2 separate regions of the Columba livia genome follow, and region 2 is linked to region 1. Evidence: chromatin contacts called from public Hi-C data. All regions are on one chromosome and are shown on one strand. The core of a region is the stretch at or near the end of the contact, and the rest is flanking DNA. Distances in the headings are between cores, read along the strand shown. Region 1 holds the start of HS1BP3 (HCLS1 binding protein 3). Region 2 overlaps HS1BP3 (HCLS1 binding protein 3).

Region 1 (4,988 bases), core at 1,970-4,469:
ACCCTCGAGGGTCACATATGGGAGCAGTGCAGGGTCACAGGGGATGTACGCCTCATCGGATGCCTCTGATAACAGCTCAGGCACAGAATTGCAGGGTGACATCCCAACCCCATCCCCGTCACACGGTCTTTCTTCTTCTGTTGAAGGAAACATCTGCAAGACCTGCTCCCACATGTGCAGTCAGCAGGTAGAAAAGCAGATAGGTACTGTGGAAAAAGAGTAGAAACATTTTTTGGTCCCTAAGAGGCATTTTGTGAAAAGGTGGGGGAAAATTATTATATAAACTCACCAGCCATTCAGGAGCCCTCTGCTCTGAGAGCCCCGCCAGTGCAGACACAGTTGCTCTAAGGCAAGATAGTCCTCGTTACATAGCACAAAGTGATAACCCACCAGACACAGTCGAAACTTAAACTACTTCAAAGTGACAAGGAGGGTTTTATCCCGTGGAAGTCAGCTCAGGGCATAAGCCATCAGGTGCTTACATAGCAGGTGCTCCCAGATCAGTGGAAATGTATTATTGAAACTCAGTATTCAAAGGGTGCCTCAAAATAATGAGATTTATAAGAAGTCTTATATTGGTATTGGTTCTCAGGTTTGCTGCACAGTGTCCCACAGGCCTGCCCCTCCACATCTCCAGGTGACGATCAGCTGCCCTGAGTCCCAGTGCCACTGTGCCTGATGGCCACAGTCTGGCCAGTGCTCATCGATGTGCTCTTTTCTGCCAGAAGAAAAAAAACAAACCAAACCAAACCAAAAACAACAACAACAACAACAACAACAAATAAAAATAAAAAAGGGATAAGAAAAAAAAAAAGAAAAAAAACCCACAAAAAAAGGGTCCTATGGAAGATATGGTCTACGTAGCATGCAAGGCAACATGGGAACCAAACCCCAAATATTGTGGGATATTGCTTCAGAAAAAGGCAAGATTGTTGCTTAGCTCCAGCAGACAGCTCTATCAGCATATCCCAGATTTCTTCTGCTGGATTTCAGTTTTGTCCAACTTTTATGCCAATATTCACTCAGAAATGCACTCTGAGTAGTCAACCCCTGATGAAAGATCCTACTCCTTATGGGTAAGTCACTTGACTCTTTCCACAACTTCAGAGGCTAGCAACACCAAGACATTTGGTTTATTTTCCAACTACATGATACTTTCGATAATACAGGCTGCGGAGTTATAAAAATGCCACATACAATGAGACCTACTAAGAAATCAGATGAATTAGCCGCGCTTGGACATCTTCACATGCACACCAACAGAGTGCACACAGCCTCTCCAGGCCATAGACAAAGCCCAGCAGCACACTAGGGCTGAGTAGACACCTGTTTGTGGAGAAAAGCTCCAGTTTTCGAAGCACCTTCACAGGCATTGCCTTCGCCAGGGCTGGCAGCTCAGGTCCTGCTCTATTTTTGCTGTCTCAGGTGGCAAACTGCCAGTTGCTTACTCCTTGTCACTATCTGAATAAATTGAATTATCCAGGAAGCCAACCGGGGGCAAAAATGCCATTAAAGAAGTAATTCATTTAGACAAATAACTATTTAGGTTATACTTATGCTTTCAGGAACTCCAGCTCAGCACTTTTTAACCCTTCAGAGGCCACTTGAGAACAATGCATATTTCAAAAGCATTTTCCAGTGGTTTGCAGCACTTCTGGCAATTGCTGAAGGCTGCAGCTGTGTGGTCATATTTACCCTCTGCTTAACAAAAGGTTTCCAGTGGCAATAACCAGGGAGAGAAAACAACCAGGATTTAGGAAGGAATTCCACTTATGAAGTCTCCCTTTTTTGTTTGTTTTGACTCATGAATTTCATCAGACTCCTTTTTTAACGAAAACCAGCAAAAGATCGTTTTGTATCTGCCACCTTTGGACCTCTCTTTATTTCTACAGACTTCCATCGCATCCCCAGCTCCTGCAGCTTTTCTTTTTAGGATGAAGAGCCCTAGTCCGCTCACCAGCTTCTCCTTTGGGGGTTGCTCCTCTCTGGGGGCACCGCTGGGTACCCACTCGGGGTGCAGAGCCTGTTCTTAGGGCACCTGCACTGATGTAGCTGCAGCCTCTGGTTCTGTTTCTGTTTCCCAGCATGTCCTTAGATTTTTGCTGTGGTATTGAGGTGTGAGCAGCAGACAGCAGCAAGTTGTGCCCGATGCCAAGTGTCTTTTCCTGGGTGCTTCTCTAAAAAAAAATATCATTCTGCAGAGGCACACGTGGGACTGTTGGTTAGTGCTGGTGTCTGTATATAAACCCCTCCAATTTGTTTGTCCTACTCCTGCAGGAGTTAATGCCAGTCTTTCCCTGGTGTCATAGTTCCGGTTGTTGTAAGTCTGGGGAGGGAGTAGGGTGCCAATAGGGGGCAAACTATGGCCTCAACTCTTGATGTGGTTTAGCCCAGGTACACCTGAAGCAACTATTAGGTTACTCCAAATGGTGCCTTTGAGACAAAGTCTTAACTGAACTGCTGACCAGCAGAGAACTGGGATCTGCCCTGTCTCTTTCACCTTGCAAACATCTGCTGGACCCTCTGTTCATCTTGTTCTGGGAGACAGAGCAGCGACTGTTCACACCACCACATACACCAACCATACCTGTGTAACCTCATCTAGGTGTTCCTGCTCCGGCAGGGGGATTGGACTGGATGATCTTTCGAGGTCCCTTACGATCCCTAACGTTCTGTGATTCTCTGAAAAGCTCCTCACACCCGTTCAGGGAAGCACCGAGCACCCAGGTGCACATCCCGGTGCAGCCAGAAGCGTGCAAAGGAAGCTGTGGGTGCGGGTGTAGGGCAGCAGAGGGAGCAGCTGCTTGCTGCTTTCCTTCCAAAATCAAGGCTGCAGCAAACAGCAGCTCTGAGCAGCCCCGTGGCCGGGGCAGCGGGGGGTTTGCAGCGCCCTGCGGCGGGCAGAGCTGCCGTGGAAGAGGCACCCAGCCAGCGGGCAGGTTTTTATTAAACTTAACGCTCTTCAGCAGCATCCTGCCCGTTATTTTAAGGCAGAAAGATGCGTGCGAGCTGTCTGCCCTTAGGAGAAGGGCACACTGATGCCACTGAGACTTACGGAACTTTTTTTTGGTCCCATAAAGAAAAAAAGAACAAAGGCGGAGGTGAATTAGTGGAGCTTCCGTGCCAAAACACACATCTATCGGTGTAGTCGTGGCCGAGTGGTTAAGGCGATGGACTAGAAATCCATTGGGGTCTCCCCGCGCAGGTTCGAATCCTGCCGACTACGGTCTAATTATGCCTTTTTGCCCGCCCGCCCGGACGTTTTCCTTTTCCCCCCTCCCTTCCCAGCGACCGTTTTGCACCGAAGCCGCCCTCCAGCAAAACATCCGGCAGGGCGGCCGCTGCCAGCCCGAGGGAAAGGAGGCGGGACCCCGTGACAGCCGGACGCGGCCTCTCCTCTCGGCCCGGCAACGATCGGGAGCGACGCCGCCGCCCCGCGCCATGCAGCACAGCCCGGCGCCCGCCGTGCTGGTCACCACCAGGTACCGGGGAGGGCACGGGAAAGCGACCCCGCTGCCCGCCTCAACTCCTCCAGCACCCCCGGGCGCTGCAGCTGCGGAGCCGCTCGCCGCGGCCTCCCCTTGGCGGGGCAGGGCCCGCGCAGCCGCCCGGGGCAGGGAAGCAGCGCGGCGGCCGCCGCCGCTCGGGGAGCCCGGGGCGGGCGCCGCGGGGCAGCGGCGGGCGCGGAGGGGAGGCTGGGGGGCGGTGGCGGAGCTGAGGAGAGGCCGATGTGGGCGGCTGGTGTGTGGATTTGCCCCTGGGACACTCGGGATCTGCGCGGTTCCGCGAGTTACGTGGCGTTTGGCAGCCGGGAGCGATCGCAGTTGTGCCGTGACACCGGCTGTTGGAGTCCGTGAACCTGGAGGGTCTCTGCCAACCCACGACATTCTGTGATTCTGTGGTAACTTGGGGTCGTTTCCCTTCCACACTGACACTGCTGGAGACCCACCTTCCAGAAACGTCTTTTCTTTGCCAATGTTTTGAGGCAGGTCAGAAGGATTTAAAAATGATGCCTGAGGTGTAAAGTGACATTTGTGGGATGTGGTGTCACCAGGGCCTTCAGCCGACCCTCGTCTCCCTGCGCCCCGAGCCCCGTGTCCACCAGGCCGCAGGGAGCTCCTCTGGTTCGAAGTCAGGCCAGGGATGGGAAAAATATGTTTATTCTGTTTTCCCACCTAGGGAAACAGGTGGGTGCAGAGGCACTGCTTTCAGTTGCTTTAAGTTTTTAAAACCTCTCATTTTTTTACCCCTGTGAGGTATGTGAGACCACGTGAAAGCAGTTTCCTATCAGATGTGTCATGAGAAACAAGTGTTGATTCAGCAAGGTCTTGCCTCACACATCTGCCTCCTAGGACATAACTAGAAACTATTTCAATCACGTTAACTTCAAAGCCATTATTTTAATCCTTAAATATTTGGCTGTATTAGGGCCTGACTTCCTTTGGAGCAGTGGCCTTGGACCTTCAAACGCATCTGACTTAACTCACACGTGTTTTATAGGACTGACTTTGTGTATAGGTTTAGCTTGGAAATGGAAATCCGAACACCTGGATTTATTTTACAGTCAATAGACTTTACCACTTGCAAATTGTCCCACTGGTATTGGAATGCTTTCAGTGATTAAATTGGATATATATGTATGTTTAGGATTAAGGGTTTAGCAACTGGGTGTATTTTCTAGCTTGTGAGATTATGTAGCTGTATAGTTGTGACCTTTTTCACTCTTTACATGTACTGGTTTTGGTTTAGGAGTAGGATTCCTAGTTGCTGTGGTATTATAAATAAATAATAATTTGTATACTTGTAGTTAGACTATACAGAGAAACAAAAATGTTTGCTGGCTAATTTGTCTGATATTTTGCCTTCACTTAGTGAATAGTTGTACAAGTTTTTTCTTCTTTTGCTATGACCTGGCTTGTCGGAGTTTGGTCCTATCTGGGGTCACCCATAGAAGGAGGAGAATTGTTGGAGCTGGTGCTGCTGACAGG
Region 2 (5,560 bases), core at 242-2,741, 48 kb after region 1:
GGCTAATCTGTCCCAGACCAAAGCTGTGGCAATGGTTCTTCTAGCATTTCAGCAGTACAGACTCTGATGTTCCAGTGTCCAGACGTATTCCCCAGCACTTGGTAAAGTACCAATATGAATTTACCTGTGATGGATGGCAGGGGAAAGCAGGAACAGGAGGGGAGATACCTCCCACACAGCGCCCTGCGCTTCACCCTCCTGTGGTTAACTCCAGCCTGTGTAATTTCTAAGGCCCTTTTAGGCATCACGCTGTCTGTAATGACCATAGCAGAAGTGATGGTCAACAGATGCTTCAAAGCCTCCTGCCTGGTTTTGGACACAGGTATTTTCCCAAGTCATATATGTGACATTACACCTCTCCCCAAGGCTTCACTAAGGTGTCTCTCGTACTTGGAATCAACACCAGACAAAATAAAGACACTGATAATAAGATAGGGAAGGATAAAAGTCTGTTCTGCAAGAACTGCTGTGAGTTGCATAACCTGGCTTCAAGCATGATCCTTTTGGATAGTTCAGCAAATTATGGGAGTCTTTTGTCTCTTCCTTTCATTACTGATTCTCCTCCTTAGAGCATTCCCAGCAAGCAGAGGTCACTGTCTCCACCACGCTAGATGCCGTGCCCATAGTAATTCCTGTCCCAAAGATCTTGTCCAGATAGACAGGGCAGAGTTCAGAGAAGCAGCATCTAAAATGCTGATATTGTGATGGCAGCTGTGTCTGTCTCCAAGTCAGAATTCGCTCACTCTCTCAAAGTCCACATGATAGCAGTTATATCACAGGGCTTTGTGACATCCTTTCTTCAGAAAGGGTTTTGATTACTTTCTGTGTCTGGAAACAATGAGATTTTCCACCAATAGAGTTTTTGAATCAGCACAACAGTATGGCAGGAATTTTAAACAATGTGGCACTGCTTTTCCTTTACAGAGAAAGAAAGAGACTAATTAGAGAATGATTAATTACATGGACTCCATGCCTGATTGTCTATAAAAAGATGGAGGGTGGGGGTGGGAAAGTTCTTCCTTTAATCTCCTTGTTATTTCAGAATAGTTGCTTGATTTTTTTTTCTTCCTCCTCCAGGTCTGGAGTTAAACATGGTGGTAGTTACACATTGTAATGATTCATTTGCTTCTTAAGAAACAGAAGTCCTTGTTTCTATCTCTGCCTGAGGCATTTTGCATTTTACCTCTTTAGTTTTCCAAAGACAGTTGTGTCTCACATGATCAAACGGCAGTGGATCAAACAGTTTGCCTAGCACTGCAGCACTGAAAAGCGAGTTTTAAGACAAAGAACAAATGCTATCTGCTCTGTTCTCTGTAAAGGACTTCTGTCTAACCAAGGTCTTTCAAAAATCCAGGACAAAAAAAAAAAAAGGAGGTTTACATGATCAACTTCCAGACTTTAAAAAATAATCTGTAAAATGTTTGGCCTAAAAGCACACTATCAAAAAAACCCACTCCACCCCAAAAAACCCCCTACAACCTAGTGGACTGCATTTTTGGGGGTGTTTATGACTGTGCTGGGTGGTTTTGTTGCTGTGGTTAGTACAGAAATTAGTGTAGAGCCACACAGGGGTAGAGAATTGGGAAGCTCTACGATCCCATCAGGTTAATGAGCTGTGTTTTCTGCTGCCCCTTCTGGGGAGCAGACCTAGTTCAAAATCATGTTTCCTCCATACGATCTGTGTGTATCGTTCATCTGGTTATTATTGTTTCTGTTATTTATGACCAAAACTTTATGATATGGACACTGATTCATTCAGTATTTGTTTATGCCAAGAAAGGAGGCAGCAGATCAGCTAAAGAAAGTTAGGCTTCAGAAATACCAGCCCTAACGTGTTTTGTTTATTACGCAGCAAAGAGAACAAGAACATGTCTTGGCAATGTGATCACAGGTGTGATATCTCTTGGATATCAGAGTTTGCAGCAAATAAAAATGCCTGGGCTTAAATTAAATTCTTTTCTTCTATGTAGATGAAGAATTCAGGAGAAAGGAATACACTTGACAAGGTGTTCTGTAAGTTAAGTGGGATATGACACCCACAGGGAATCATGGAAACTAAGAGATATTGGAAATTTTATTATCTAAGTGGAAGAGAATATAATTTCCAGAATTACTTGGGGCATGAAATTTGAGGAGCTGCCTGCAGGAACACAAAATCCACGAGGTAGAGTTGGAGGTGCAGAGCTCTGGAACAGTGACCCTTCTCTGTCCACCAGTTGGTCTGTTTAGGTGTTTCCTGGGATTAGATATTAGTGTTCAGTCAGTTGATTTTACAAGATTAACCTTGGTTTAAACTGATCCTTTTTAGTTTCTCTTTGGGAGTCACAAAAAGTTCTGACTTCAAGGATGGTTTTGCAGGGTTCTGATCATCTGTTCGGCAGAAATTCCGGGGTAGTCCTTGTTCACTGTATGGCCAGTTCATGGTAAGCATAGTTTGTTTCAGCCTGGCTGGTGCAGTCAGAAGTTCCTCACAGCTTTTAATAAGGGTGAGCATAAAAAAATAAACCCTTGAAATCATGCAGTTTTTCTTAATAACAGTGGGATCCTTAGCTGAGGGTGCTGGAGCTCTTCAAGTCCCTGTGGTTTTAACATTCAAACGAAGTGCACTAGGTTTGGAGTAATAAAGTATCTGATTCTTCTGTTGATCATGTTCCCCATGTTTCTGGCCAGTTACTCTAATCAATTGCTTCCCAAATTATGAAAGAGCTCAGTTTTGCTTTAACTGCCTACTCTAATTTAACTGTCTGTAGAAGGGCCCACCAGCTGTTCTGCCAGTGTGGTTGAAGTATTTACAATATCTCTCTTAAGGCTACTGGTAAAAAAAGAGAGAAAGGGAAAAATCACAGTCTCATGTAGTCAATAGTGGCCTCGCAGAGGTCTGGATAATGCCTCCAAGACAGCATCATTGTCTGGCAGTGAGGAAAATACGAATTACAAAAGACAAATGAGTGGAAGGACCAGAAAATACCTGACATGAAATGAGGTGAGACTCAGTCATGCTCCGGGGACTGCCTACCTATGGGGCTTGTAGAAGAAGAAACTAAGAAGGCACCTTCCTTAGACACCCTGTGTGTTGTCCTGTTCCAGTGAGTGGAACTGCTGGAGAGCCACTCCAACAAACCCCTTCCAGTCTCCAGGGACTCAAATTAGGAGCTTCATAGAATCCTCCCAAAGATAAACAGCTCTTGTCTCTTCCCTTAGTCACGTCTCCATTTACTCCTTGCCATTTGCCACGAGATGGTTCTGGGTGCTGTGGCCAACAGAGAGCATCCAGCCCATCCTCCTGGATTGAATTATAGAATGTCATAGAATCACAGAATATCTTGAGTTGGAAGGGACCCACAAGGATCATCAAGTCCAACTCCTGTCCCTGCACAGGACAACCCCACAGTTCGCACCATGGAAGGATTGTCCCACCTCTGGATGGAGTGCTCTAGCAGAGACAGAGGGAGAGGATGGCCTTTACGTGTGCCTTTTTGTTTTTTTAAGAATCATTTGATCAGACTTTCTTATCCTTACAAGTTTTGAAGGGAATTTTAGCACTCAAGAAAATTGCAGTCCCTTTGGAATAGCTCCTGCACCTTAATTTTGTCTCCTAGTTCATTTGTAGGTTCCCTCTCAGACTGCGCTTTGGCTGGGGCAGAGGGAGTTGGACAGCTGGCACCATTACAGCCTAATGGGCTGATTCAGTTGATACTGAAGCTTGATAAAAGCAGTTCTTGTATCAGTGCTTGTAAACAAACAGTTAAATCATTTCACTGCCTAAGATGCTATGGTCATAGAGTGTGTCACACTAGAGCTGGGGTTTGGCAAGGAGATACCCACATATTACATCTTAATCTTTGGCTCCTGGTCCCCCATGTAAAAGTTTTTGCTTGCACTTCTTACGCTTTAGCTTTCTTGATTTTGTGTGCCACAGTTGGGGTGGAGCCTTTGGAAGCCGTGTGTTTTGTAAGCATATTTCAGGTTTGCATTTTGTCAGGGGCTTCACTTCTGTAGCTTATCATTACACGGCTGATGGTGTGCATGGATTGCTGGTTGGGTTTTGACTGCTTAACAGTTATTTATCAATCAAGCCTTTAGGAAATTAACAACTGTGTTTACTCCTCATGATGCTTTGTTTGACCATTGTGCTCAAAGGACCAAAACGAGGCTATTTTGATTCAGAGCAGAAATTACTGTGGCCCGCAAAGACTTCTCTAGCTATGGTAACTTTTACTTTGCCATCTCCACTGCGTCTTTTAGAGATGTGATGTGTCACAACCTTCTTTCCCTTTCCTTCACATACTCACTTCCCAAAGGCAGATACCTCTTGAAGTCACAAGATTATCAGTTTAAGAGTCTCTCTCAATATCTTTTAACAGCTTCGATGGGAAGAGAGTTGAACACACACAGCATGCTGCTTTTGATAAGGTCAAACAATCCAGGTAGAAAACATACTGAAGCGTTTCAGGTGTTTTGGGATTTCCTAGTGAAATAGTCACCAAAAATAGTTGTTGTATATGTTCACAGATAGCAAAACTCCTTCAGTTTCTTGGAAGCAAATATGAATATGATATTTTTAAAGCAATTAGGTTTTCCAGGTTCTCATGATTGAGCATGGACGATGCTCAGTCTCAGTCTTGGGGGATGGGGATGAAGGGGAAGCAAACCATCCTGTCACAAATCAAAAGCTTTTTTTTTCCCAAACTAAAATCAAGTTATTTTTATTTTGATAGTTGCAAATTGCATTTAATTTAAACATTTGAAAACATATTGTAAAATTAATTAATTTGCACAGTGAACTAAAAAATCACATTATAAAAAGACACTTCTTATTTTGGTAACATCATTGCCACATTTATGGAAAGTTCTTCCTAAAAGAGAAATTCATCAAAGTTGATCCTTTCCTGCAGAAAGTTTTGGGTTTTGCAAGAATGCATTTTCTTACACACAAAAAAAAGAAGCAAAGAAGCAGTTCAGAAATTCCCTAAAGGTTACTGATGTTTTCTTCTCATTCCAGAGTTGAAGATGATTTAGAGAAACTCTTGAATTTAACCTCCAAACCAAAACCTAAGGTACCATCAAAACCACCGTTGCCTCGGAAGCCAACAGTTGCCCCCAGGAACACTAATCCATCTCCACTGGCAAAGCCGAAGGAAAACAGCATTCAGACAATGAGTGAAGTGGACATTCTCCAGTATATTCAGGAAAATGAATCTATCAACAACCAAGATACAAGTCTTTTTTGAACATATTTATTTTTAAAATGCAAGGATGTCTTCTTGGCCCAAATTCCCAGTGAGCTCAAGTGGTGGTAGCAAGAACTGACCAGATTTCTTTGCAGTCACAGTGCTCATTTGTGTACATACCATCATATAGTGAGCAGCAGGTTTGACTGGCACAGGCTCAACATGATGTTTTCAAAACGGTGCAGTTGCAATATAGTGTTGCCTTAAATTTTCTGGGTTATACAGGGAATATGGACAAGGACACAGCACTACAGATTGTCTACTACTATTTTAGTATCAACAAATTACAGTTTTGGCCAGTTTAGTCGTAATTGCAAATGGTAAGCATG

Evidence for each region. A called contact is a pair of places that touch in the nucleus more often than the background predicts.
Region 2: a Hi-C map of crop shows a contact between it and region 1, with 1.7 times the contacts expected there. The contact joins the enhancer-like site here to the promoter of HS1BP3 in region 1. A contact is called at or near these places in 2 of 2 Hi-C or Micro-C datasets (crop and liver).

The regions. Positions count from the first base shown.
Region 1 is chr3:10,662,548-10,667,535 of bColLiv1.pat.W.v2, forward strand. It overlaps HS1BP3 (HCLS1 binding protein 3), which reads left to right and starts at 3,220. Exons shown (of 7, transcript XM_065055788.1): 1 at 3,220-3,482. The coding sequence starts at 3,235. It overlaps TRNAS-AGA (transfer RNA serine (anticodon AGA)), which reads left to right and starts at 3,145; the gene lies at 3,145-3,226.
Region 2 is chr3:10,712,445-10,718,004 of bColLiv1.pat.W.v2, forward strand. It overlaps HS1BP3 (HCLS1 binding protein 3), which reads left to right. Exons shown (of 7, transcript XM_065055788.1): 7 at 5,003-5,560. The coding sequence ends at 5,231. Among named protein-coding and RNA genes, the nearest start is that of HS1BP3, 49 kb to the left of the region's middle. Within about 2 kb of position 1,492, at least 1 of the 3 cell types and tissues checked has an H3K27ac peak away from gene starts, as active enhancers do.